Linked DNA regions of Mus musculus: regions 1 and 2 are each linked to region 3. A link is a contact called in public Hi-C data. All regions are on one chromosome and are shown on one strand. The core of a region is the stretch at or near the end of the contact, and the rest is flanking DNA. Distances in the headings are between cores, read along the strand shown.

Region 1 (2,792 bases), core at 134-2,633, 380 kb after region 3:
GGCTGTGACTCGGCAAATTGTTTGTCTCTCTGGGTCTAAAAAAACATTCCTTGACATTCTAAATTTCCACCCAGGCCTGTTATGAAAGCCAATTTTAACTGTCAATTGATTAGATTTAGAAATATCAAGGACACTAAAATATATACCTTTGGGTGTGTCCATGAAGATATATGTCCAGAAATAGTCAACTGATGAGGGCAGACCCTCCCTTCCTTAAATGTATGGGCAGCATCATGTGTGTGGACCTTTGACTGAATAAGTAGAAGAGAGGGATAAAGTGGTGAGTGCTGGCATTCCATGGTCTTGCTTCTGAATCCATTAGGAATCAGTCCCATCAAGAGGAGTCCCAGGTCTGTGTTCCATCATGAGTAGACATAGCCTCTTTAGTTATGAACCAAAAGGAAACTTTCCCCATTTCACTGTTTCTCTCAGGTGCTTAATCTCAAGAAAGAGAAAAGAAGTTAATACAGGTAGAGAGACTCACTATAGACCAATGCATTCTCACTCTTTAATCTGAGTTAACAATAGTGGGGTCCAATGCATAGTTTTATGATGTGAACTCTGTATGAGAGTTTCTCTGCTGGCTCTGAGTTAAAAAACTTCACAGGTTCTCATTCCACCATTAGACCCCTGTTTTCTTAGGACACGAATGTGGATTAAGAAGACCATCATTGGTCAATGGTCACCTTGAGCCATTAGCACTGATGATTGGACTAAGTGTGTGAGTGGAAGAGAACAAATGGGAAGAAGAGAATATGTGAAGAGGTAGAATGGATGGCTGTGTTGTGTGTGCAGTTTTCAGTTAAGTCTTCCAGCAGGACCAGTTTGCATCATGGAGGAGAATTACATTATTTAGTGGAGTTTGGTGAAGTAACTTAGTAATGACTGTCAAGGGAGAGAGTGCTAGTTCTGGATCTACCACTAACTGACACACATCCTCCCACTTTCTGCTTCTCTACAAAATGAGGCATGTACAAAGTCTTTGCAATGATTGTCTTGTACAAGAGTGTTCTGCTTATTTCTGCTGGTCCCCTGTAGAAAAACACACGGCCACTCAGTATGCTTAAGTTGGTTGGAGAGAGAATTAAAGAAGGAAAGAAACAATAAAGGAAGAAAGAAAGGAAGGAAGGGAGGGAAGGAGGGAGGAAGGAGAGAATCAGTAGTTTCTAATGAACAGCATAGGAAAGCTGAATATAAAAGACGCTAAGAAGACAGAGAAAAAAGCAAAGAAGAGACCAAGACATGGGACAAAAGAGAAGCAAGAAACCAGAGAGACATAACACTGTGGCACTTGGATGCATTTCTAGGCAGCTGCCACCCTGCCATGCCTGGCATGGGCTCCCATCCTCATAGTGATACAGTGTGATGACTTCCTGTGAGGAGAAGCTTCTGTGCCTGGAGCTGATCACATGCCCTGCCTTTCTGCACAGTCACTGCTGTCTCTGTAGAACACTGGAAGTGGAATAATTAACACTTGTTCCCTTGCCAGTGGTGCAGCAGAAGAAACGGGCTCTGAAGCCTACTGCCTGACTGATGGATTGCTGTCCTGCTGTGCTTCCTAAGGGATTACCCGTGCATCCCCACTTCTTGGCAACATAGAGTCAACATGGGAACACTCTGGACATTGGGTTATCTAAGCATGGATCTCGTAAACAAACAAACAAACAAACAAACAAACAAACAAAAAACCCAAAAACACAGAGATCAAACTATGCCAGGAGATGTGTGAGAGAGATCATAATGAGTGTGACAATAGATAGCAAAGCTCTTTCAGAATCATCATCAATGGATGAACCTCTCCTCTAATGAATGCATTTTAGCATCACACTAACTTAATGCAAACCCTATGGGACGTCTTCACTTCCAGCAAAGAATTTAATTTTTCGGAACCTTCATGTTTTTACATACAAGGGATGATGGTCCAATCTTGTTGAAGCATAATGAGAATGAAAGGCTTGTCCTGTGCTTGTTGCTCAGGCTCTTTTCCCTGATACCAGGAGAGTCTCAGCAAATGCTGGTTCAATGTCAACCAAAGCATATATATTACTTGACCATCATCATTTTTTAAAAATTTAATAAAAAGTATAGGCTAGAGAAAGAGTTCAGATAGAAAGGCAAGTTTGAGGACCTGAAATAGATTCCAAGGCACCATATAAAAGAAGCCTACCATGGTGGCATGCTCCTATTATCCTGCTGCTGGGAGACAGAGTCATGTGTTGATCCCTGTGGCCAACCTAGCCTTCTTGGCAAAATCTAGGCCATTGAGAAAGCCTGTCTCATTGACAAAGTGGGTGGTGCCTGAGGACAGCCAAAGTTGTCTCCTGGCCTCTGTACACCTGTGTATATACACATATACAAATCTTATATGCCAAACAGTCAGAAAGAAGTAGAAACAACCAGCAGCCAGGGAGGTGCTGTGGCATTGACTCTCTAGCTGAGGGCAGCAAAATTCTTCCTCCAGGCTCTATTTTCTATTGACTTACTTAGCTTTGATGTTAGCTCAGATGTGCAAATTTCCTTCCTCTAGAGCAGTGGTTCTCAACCTGTGGGTCACAACCCCTTTATTAGACACTTACATTACGATTCATAACAGTAACAAAATTACAGTTCTGAAGTAGAAGCCAAAAATAATTATATTGTTGGGGGTCACCACAACATGAGGAACTGTATTAAGGGGTTGTGGCATTAGATTGGTTGAGAACCATTGTCCCAGAAAGATGTTTGTGGGGGCTATGGTATCCCTGGCATGATCATGTATAGCTTTTGCTAAAAATCTTTGAGCTTCAGCCTAA
Region 2 (2,873 bases), core at 78-2,577, 300 kb after region 3:
TCATGGGGTATTTCTCTCATATTTTGGTCCTCAGTGGGCTTCAGTGACCCTGTTTTCTTTTTGACATTTAGACTGTGAGGTTAAGGCCTGCTGCTTTTATTGACCTTCAGGTGTCTTTTTTGTTTGTCTTATTTTTTATTACTTCCTTTATTTATTTATTTATTTTGAGAATTCTGTGCATAGATATGCATATACAATTTAAATGGAATTTCCTTATCTGGATTGACAACGACCCCTCTGAGACCCAAAGATCATGTAATGACGTTTTTACCTCAACATCAGGCATGTGAAGCCCTCCTTTGCATTGTTGGTGAGAACGTCTAAGAGACTCCCAAAACATAGAGCCTATTGTTATTGGCCTTGGTTGCCTCTCAGAGGTGTAAGGTAAGTCCCTATTGCTGAAGGTATCATGCACTTCAGATGTAGGACCCAGGGTTACCTGAGCTGGAACTAAGCCAAATGCCTTTCCCTAGAAACTAGTTTTCATGGTACCAGACAACGCCATGCAAGCTGCCAAGGGAAAGAAACAGCCAACAGTCCTACCCAGCCGTGTTGACTATGAACCACAGCCATGCTCAGCATGGTAAAATAGCCCTAAGGATGCAGCAGTTCTCTAACTGGGCCTAAGATCCTTTTTTTGTTTTTGGTTTTTCGAGACAGGGTTTCTCTGTGTAGCCCTGGATGTCCTGGAACTCACTTTGTAGACCAGGCTGGCCTTGCTTCCCGAGTGCTGGAATTTAAAGGCGTGTGCCACCATGCCCGGCTGGGCCTAAGAGCCTTAAACAAGAAGAAAACCAAGTCTTACAAGTATCTTAATTTCCCTTACTCGTTTTCTGTGACTAGGAGGCATGCATCTCATACTTGAACTTTACCTGAAGCTGGGAATGGTGGCTTGCTGCAAATTTGCAGTCAGCCTTGCCTGTACATGAGATCCAGGCCAGCCTAGGTTCCAGACTGAGAGTCAGTCTCAGAAGGAAAGCTGGTCCTTAGTAAGATTCTGGCTAATCAGAATATGAACACTGACACAACCTCAATACTCAAGGTCTCTTTTGAAATGTACAAGGATCAGAAGTCAGCCTGGGGGTGGGGTCGGGGTTCTGCACGCCTCTCCTGAGAAGACCGGGGACCAGCTCACCTGTGTCTCCAGCCAGGATGATAGACACGCACCGCAGAAAGCGCCTCTTCTCCCATTGTGGGCCCGCTTTCCTCTATGGAGTCAGCTCTCCTGAGCTGTGAACCACAGCCATTTCTGCAAGCTTTGGAGCCTGCGGGCTGAGGACATGAATGAACTGAGTCATTCCACAGAGCTTCATTAATTTTAAGGCAGTTTAAGATATCTGAGTCACAGGCTTCAGTCATTTAGACTTTCCCAGCTGCCACTGTGCTTGCCCACACACGTTTCTCTTCAAAGATTGCATCTGTGGCTAGATGTGTGGCACTGCCCACTCTCCATCAGTTTCTGAGAGAAATCAACCTCAGAGATGGATGCAAGGGTGACAAGATATCCATTTGCCGTGTGCATCTTAGCCTGCAGGAGGGTTTAATGAAATTAGCAGTCAGTTGTCTTCATTCACATTCATTCCACCACAGACATGTGAAATTCCAAATTCTATACCCAACATAATATTGTACCCAGCCTCCCAAGGAAGCTCAGCTATGCCATATGGTGACTCCACTCACTACACAATATTTAGCAACTTGGTGAACAAGGAATGAATCATATCTTAACCATCTTGGCCAAATATTGTTTTATATAGCAACAGTATTAGTAATATATATGTTTTACTAAAAAAAAAAAAAAAAAAAAAAAAAAAAAAAAAAAACAGTAGTACTTCCTGCTACGCCCACTGAAAATTAAGAACTAGACCTCACTGGAAGTAGACTGCACAATAAAAGAGTTCTTGCTCATTAGCAATCTTCAGTTCAACACTGCACTATACATACGATACTCATTAGCAATCTTCAGTTCAACATTGCACTGTACATATGATACATTCAGAATGTCTGCTTTTTCTTTTCCTCCAGAGCAGCTGCTAGGATTGAGCAATAGTCTCCCAGGGTAACAGAGCAAGGAATCCTGGGGCATTTCCCTGATTCTGAAAAACAAAGAACTTGTAGCCACAAGGAGAGGAGTCCTGAAGCTCTCTCCTTCCTACTAGAGAGAATCCCTTATAATCCCAGGAAAACAAAAGCCTTATCCAGTCTCTGTTGGGGGAAGGTGTCCTGTGGGGACTGGGTGACCACTTTCCTCCTGGAGCCTCAAGTTTGTCATTCAACAAAGATAATGAAAAAATTGTTAAAACATAATGTTGCAGGCTAAATCCTTGTTGTAGAAGATGTAGGGACTGTCTGGGACACGTACATTCACACACACACACAAACACACACACACACACACACACACACACACACACACACACACACACATAGTTATCATCCCATTCAGTAAACATACAAGTTGACAACTGAAAGATGCTGAGATTGTTGCAATCAAGTGTGATGTGACTCTGGTAGAGCCATATGCTGAGTAGACTATCTCACAAAGAATAGCAGCTCTACAGGAGAGTCCCTGAAGATGCCCAAAATGAAGTGTGAATGATCAAACATAATTAGGGAGGAAAAAATGTTATTTATTCCAGTCAAGAACTTGATCCTTTCTTATTGGAGAATAGAATGTAGTGACATAGAGTTGCAGGGAATAGGCTATCTTTATAGCAATCAAGGAATATGGGATAGCATTACTAAGCTAAAGCATTATTTTATGAATATCAAGGAAGGTTTTAAGGAATTCTATTCTACAGCAGCAGCAACTCATCTCACCCCACTCTTTTGAAAACCACTGTACCCATCTCAGTGGGAAAATTGTTAGCTGG
Region 3 (2,735 bases), core at 123-2,622:
TCTGCCCTTAATTGGTGACTAGCTACTTTGAATTCCTGCTTCATCTTTCCTTGATGATGGAATATAACCTGGACTTGTAGTCTAAAAAACCCTTTCCATTCTTTGATATTTTTGTAGATGCTTTATCACAGTAACAGAATCTCTGGGCAGTAGAATGAAGGGAGATGTTGCCAATAGTAATTAAAAACCAAAATGCATAGCATTCTTCTGTGTCCTTTCTTCAAAATTGCTGATAATCTAAAAAGAAAAACAGAACATCCCACTACAGAATACTTGACAATATCAGGGAGGACCCCATTATCTCTCTAAGGACATCCTTGCCAGAATCCTAGCAAACCAGTCTCTGGCATTTGAGACCACCAAGGTCATCAAAGCTGTTTCTTGACCCATACCTGACCATGGAATATTCATAAGTCTAGAGATCAATGGCACAAAGTATTAATCATGCAATCAGCAATATTAATTAAGCTATTAACCTTGAAGTGGCTTGTTTTGTGTCTGGAGAGAAGAATATGGGCTAAGGGTGTTCTGAGCATTGGGGGAAGGTCAAGCCTAGTAGGATTTTTCAGGCATGATGGTGGATTTGGAACTCTAACCTAAGGAGCATGAGATGCTCCTAAAATGATCTAAGCATGCAGTGACACAATTAGGCTGGTGTTGTAGGCAGACCAACTTGGCTTTTCCCTTGAGAGTCAGTGGTGAGGGCAGAGGTTCAGAACCAACCACAGGAGCCTACATGGTCAGGTTTTGTTTTCTTTTAAATGTATACACTGTGCTTCAGATCTGTCTGAAAAGATAAAGACAGCTGCTCAGGTCCTGGCTGCAAGCCGACAGGGAACTGAAAGGGGCGAAGCTTAAGCATCACAGCACTGCTGTGGTGTGCTCTCCTGGGGTCACAGCAACGTAGAGATATGCATGGCCTTGTCACGGCCATGTAGAGATATGCATGGCCTTAAGGGTGGGGGTGGGGTAGGGCTGGAGGATTCTGTTCGCTTGATGACAGGGGTGGGAGAGGGTGTGGGGTGGAGGGGAGGGATGCCATTAAGGAAGGTACACAGCATGGGGTGCTGCCACAAGGCAAAGCATGAAGTGTAGGACAGATGAAAAGATAAGAATGCAGGCAAGAAGGGGCCAGGTTCTAAAGGATTTGACTGGCACCTGCTGAGACAACACTGCAGGCCAAAATCCTAAAGGAACTGAATTCCAGAGGTTCCCAGTACCAGGCACACAAGTGAATTTGTGAATTAAAAAGGAGAAGTTGAAAAGGTCAGAGCCCCACCCTGGAAGCTTGCATGACAGGTGTCACCCCAGAGGTCTGACTTTTTGCTATTCTGAACACTGGGGGCAGGACAAAGAAACCACCAGTAGCCACAAAGATCTCTTAGATTATTAACTTTGATCCCAGAATCTTAAAGGAGTCTCAGCCCTCAGCTACTCCAGACAATCTTCCGGAGGCAGCAGTCAGCAAGACAAGAAGAGAACATTTTTGTCACAGCACGCCCCCCACCCTCCACCCTGGAGTGTCTGATATCCCCTGCTGCCAGTCTCCAGCTGTCTGTCTAGACTAAGCACAGATTGGACCTGTGAGGTACTGAACACTGTGATCCAGGCCCACTCACTCCTGCCTGACTGCAGGGTGAACGTTCAAGAACAGAATCCAGGCTAGAGAGACGCTTAGGGAAAACTCTCCCCCACCAGGAGTCTTTCAGCATTTGCCACAAAACATGAGCAGAATTTGGATGGAGAATTGGGGCAGAGGCCTTCTTTTTCTTCTCACGATATCTTTAGGTATTTGCAATAAACTATGCTCATCTCTGTTCACTGCAGTGCCTCATCTACAGATGTACACAGGACCATGGAGCTTAGAAGAACCTTGATTCCATACCAGAAATGACCACTTCTCTCTCTCTCTCTCTCTCTCTCTCCCTCCCCCTCCCCCCCACCTCTGTCTGTTCTCTCTCTGTTTCATGCATGCCCACACTCACAGGACCTGCTCCAGTATAAGACCTTGGGAAATTAAAAAATCTCCATGAATGGTAACTTTTTGTTTTCTTTTGTTTTGTTTTTGTTTTGTTTTTGAGACAGGGTTTCTCTGTATAGCCCTGGCTGTCCTGGAACTCACTCTGTAGACCAGGCTGGCCTTGAACTCAGAAGTCAGCCTGCCTCTGCCTCCCAAGTGCTGGGATTAAAGGCGTGTGCCACCACTCCAGCATTTTTTTTTTTTTTTGGTTGAATGGTAACTTTTCAAAGACCAGTTATCTAAATGAATGAGAAATGAACAGTTTCTTTCAGTATTCAAATATATATGAAAGTCTACTTTGAGAGCTAAAGTAGCTTTCCATGGTAACAGCTAGGGATGAGGTGGACCCAGGATAACACAGACACACATACAAACATACATACATACATACATACATACATACATACATACATACACATACATACGGAGAGAGAGGGGGGGAGAGGGAGAGTGAGAGAGGGGGGGTGAGAGGGAGAGGGAGAGAGAGAGGGGGGAGGGAGAGGGAGAGGGAGAGGGAGAGGGAGAGAGAGAGAGAGAGAGAGAGAGAGAGAGAGAGAGAGAGAGAGAGAGAGAGAGAGAGAAACAGGTACATAACGGCACCCACTTCCTCTTTGGTACCTTGCCTGTGTTGCTTCTGTGGCAGGGTCACCTCTCCAGGACTGAGAGTCAGGAAGCTTGCTAGAGATTTCTGAGAGGGATGGACAGCTGCTTCTGA

The links. Hi-C and Micro-C count contacts between places; a contact is called where the count stands out from the background.
Region 1: a Hi-C map of cerebral cortex shows a contact between it and region 3, with 3 times the contacts expected there. The contact joins two enhancer-like sites. A contact is called at or near these places in 4 of 484 Hi-C or Micro-C datasets (cerebral cortex, cortical neurons and ventral hippocampal neurons), 1 of 115 datasets of contacts at active chromatin or transcription factors (pancreatic cancer cells) and 1 of 9 other capture datasets (embryonic stem cells).
Region 2: a contact with region 3 is called in a Hi-C map of cerebral cortex, with 2.9 times the contacts expected there. The contact joins two enhancer-like sites. A contact is called at or near these places in 10 of 39 promoter capture datasets (the 3T3-L1 cell line, 3T3-L1-derived adipocytes, the C10 cell line and 6 more), 1 of 15 datasets of contacts at CTCF or cohesin (the NIH/3T3 cell line), 11 of 484 Hi-C or Micro-C datasets (B cells, Th2 cells, centrocytes and 6 more) and 1 of 115 datasets of contacts at active chromatin or transcription factors (embryonic fibroblasts).

The regions. Positions count from the first base shown.
Region 1 is chr12:15,757,687-15,760,478 of GRCm38.p6, reverse strand. No RefSeq gene overlaps it. Among named protein-coding and RNA genes, the nearest start is that of Mir6387, 42 kb to the left of the region's middle. Within about 2 kb of position 1,383, at least 38 of the 459 cell types and tissues checked have an H3K27ac peak or open chromatin away from gene starts, as enhancers often do. A contact at or near this core is called in cerebral cortex, cortical neurons and ventral hippocampal neurons, where this site is marked.
Region 2 is chr12:15,831,300-15,834,172 of GRCm38.p6, reverse strand. Gm5432 (a long non-coding RNA gene) reads right to left here. Exons shown (of 3, transcript XR_001780551.2): 2 at 1,136-1,528. Among named protein-coding and RNA genes, the nearest start is that of Gm5432, 16 kb to the right of the region's middle. Within about 2 kb of position 1,327, at least 46 of the 459 cell types and tissues checked have an H3K27ac peak or open chromatin away from gene starts, as enhancers often do. A contact at or near this core is called in cerebral cortex, cortical neurons and hippocampal excitatory neurons, where this site is marked.
Region 3 is chr12:16,134,623-16,137,357 of GRCm38.p6, reverse strand. No RefSeq gene overlaps it. Among named protein-coding and RNA genes, the nearest start is that of Gm48606, 96 kb to the left of the region's middle. Within about 2 kb of position 1,372, at least 68 of the 459 cell types and tissues checked have an H3K27ac peak or open chromatin away from gene starts, as enhancers often do. A contact at or near this core is called in cerebral cortex, cortical neurons, hippocampal excitatory neurons and 1 more, where this site is marked.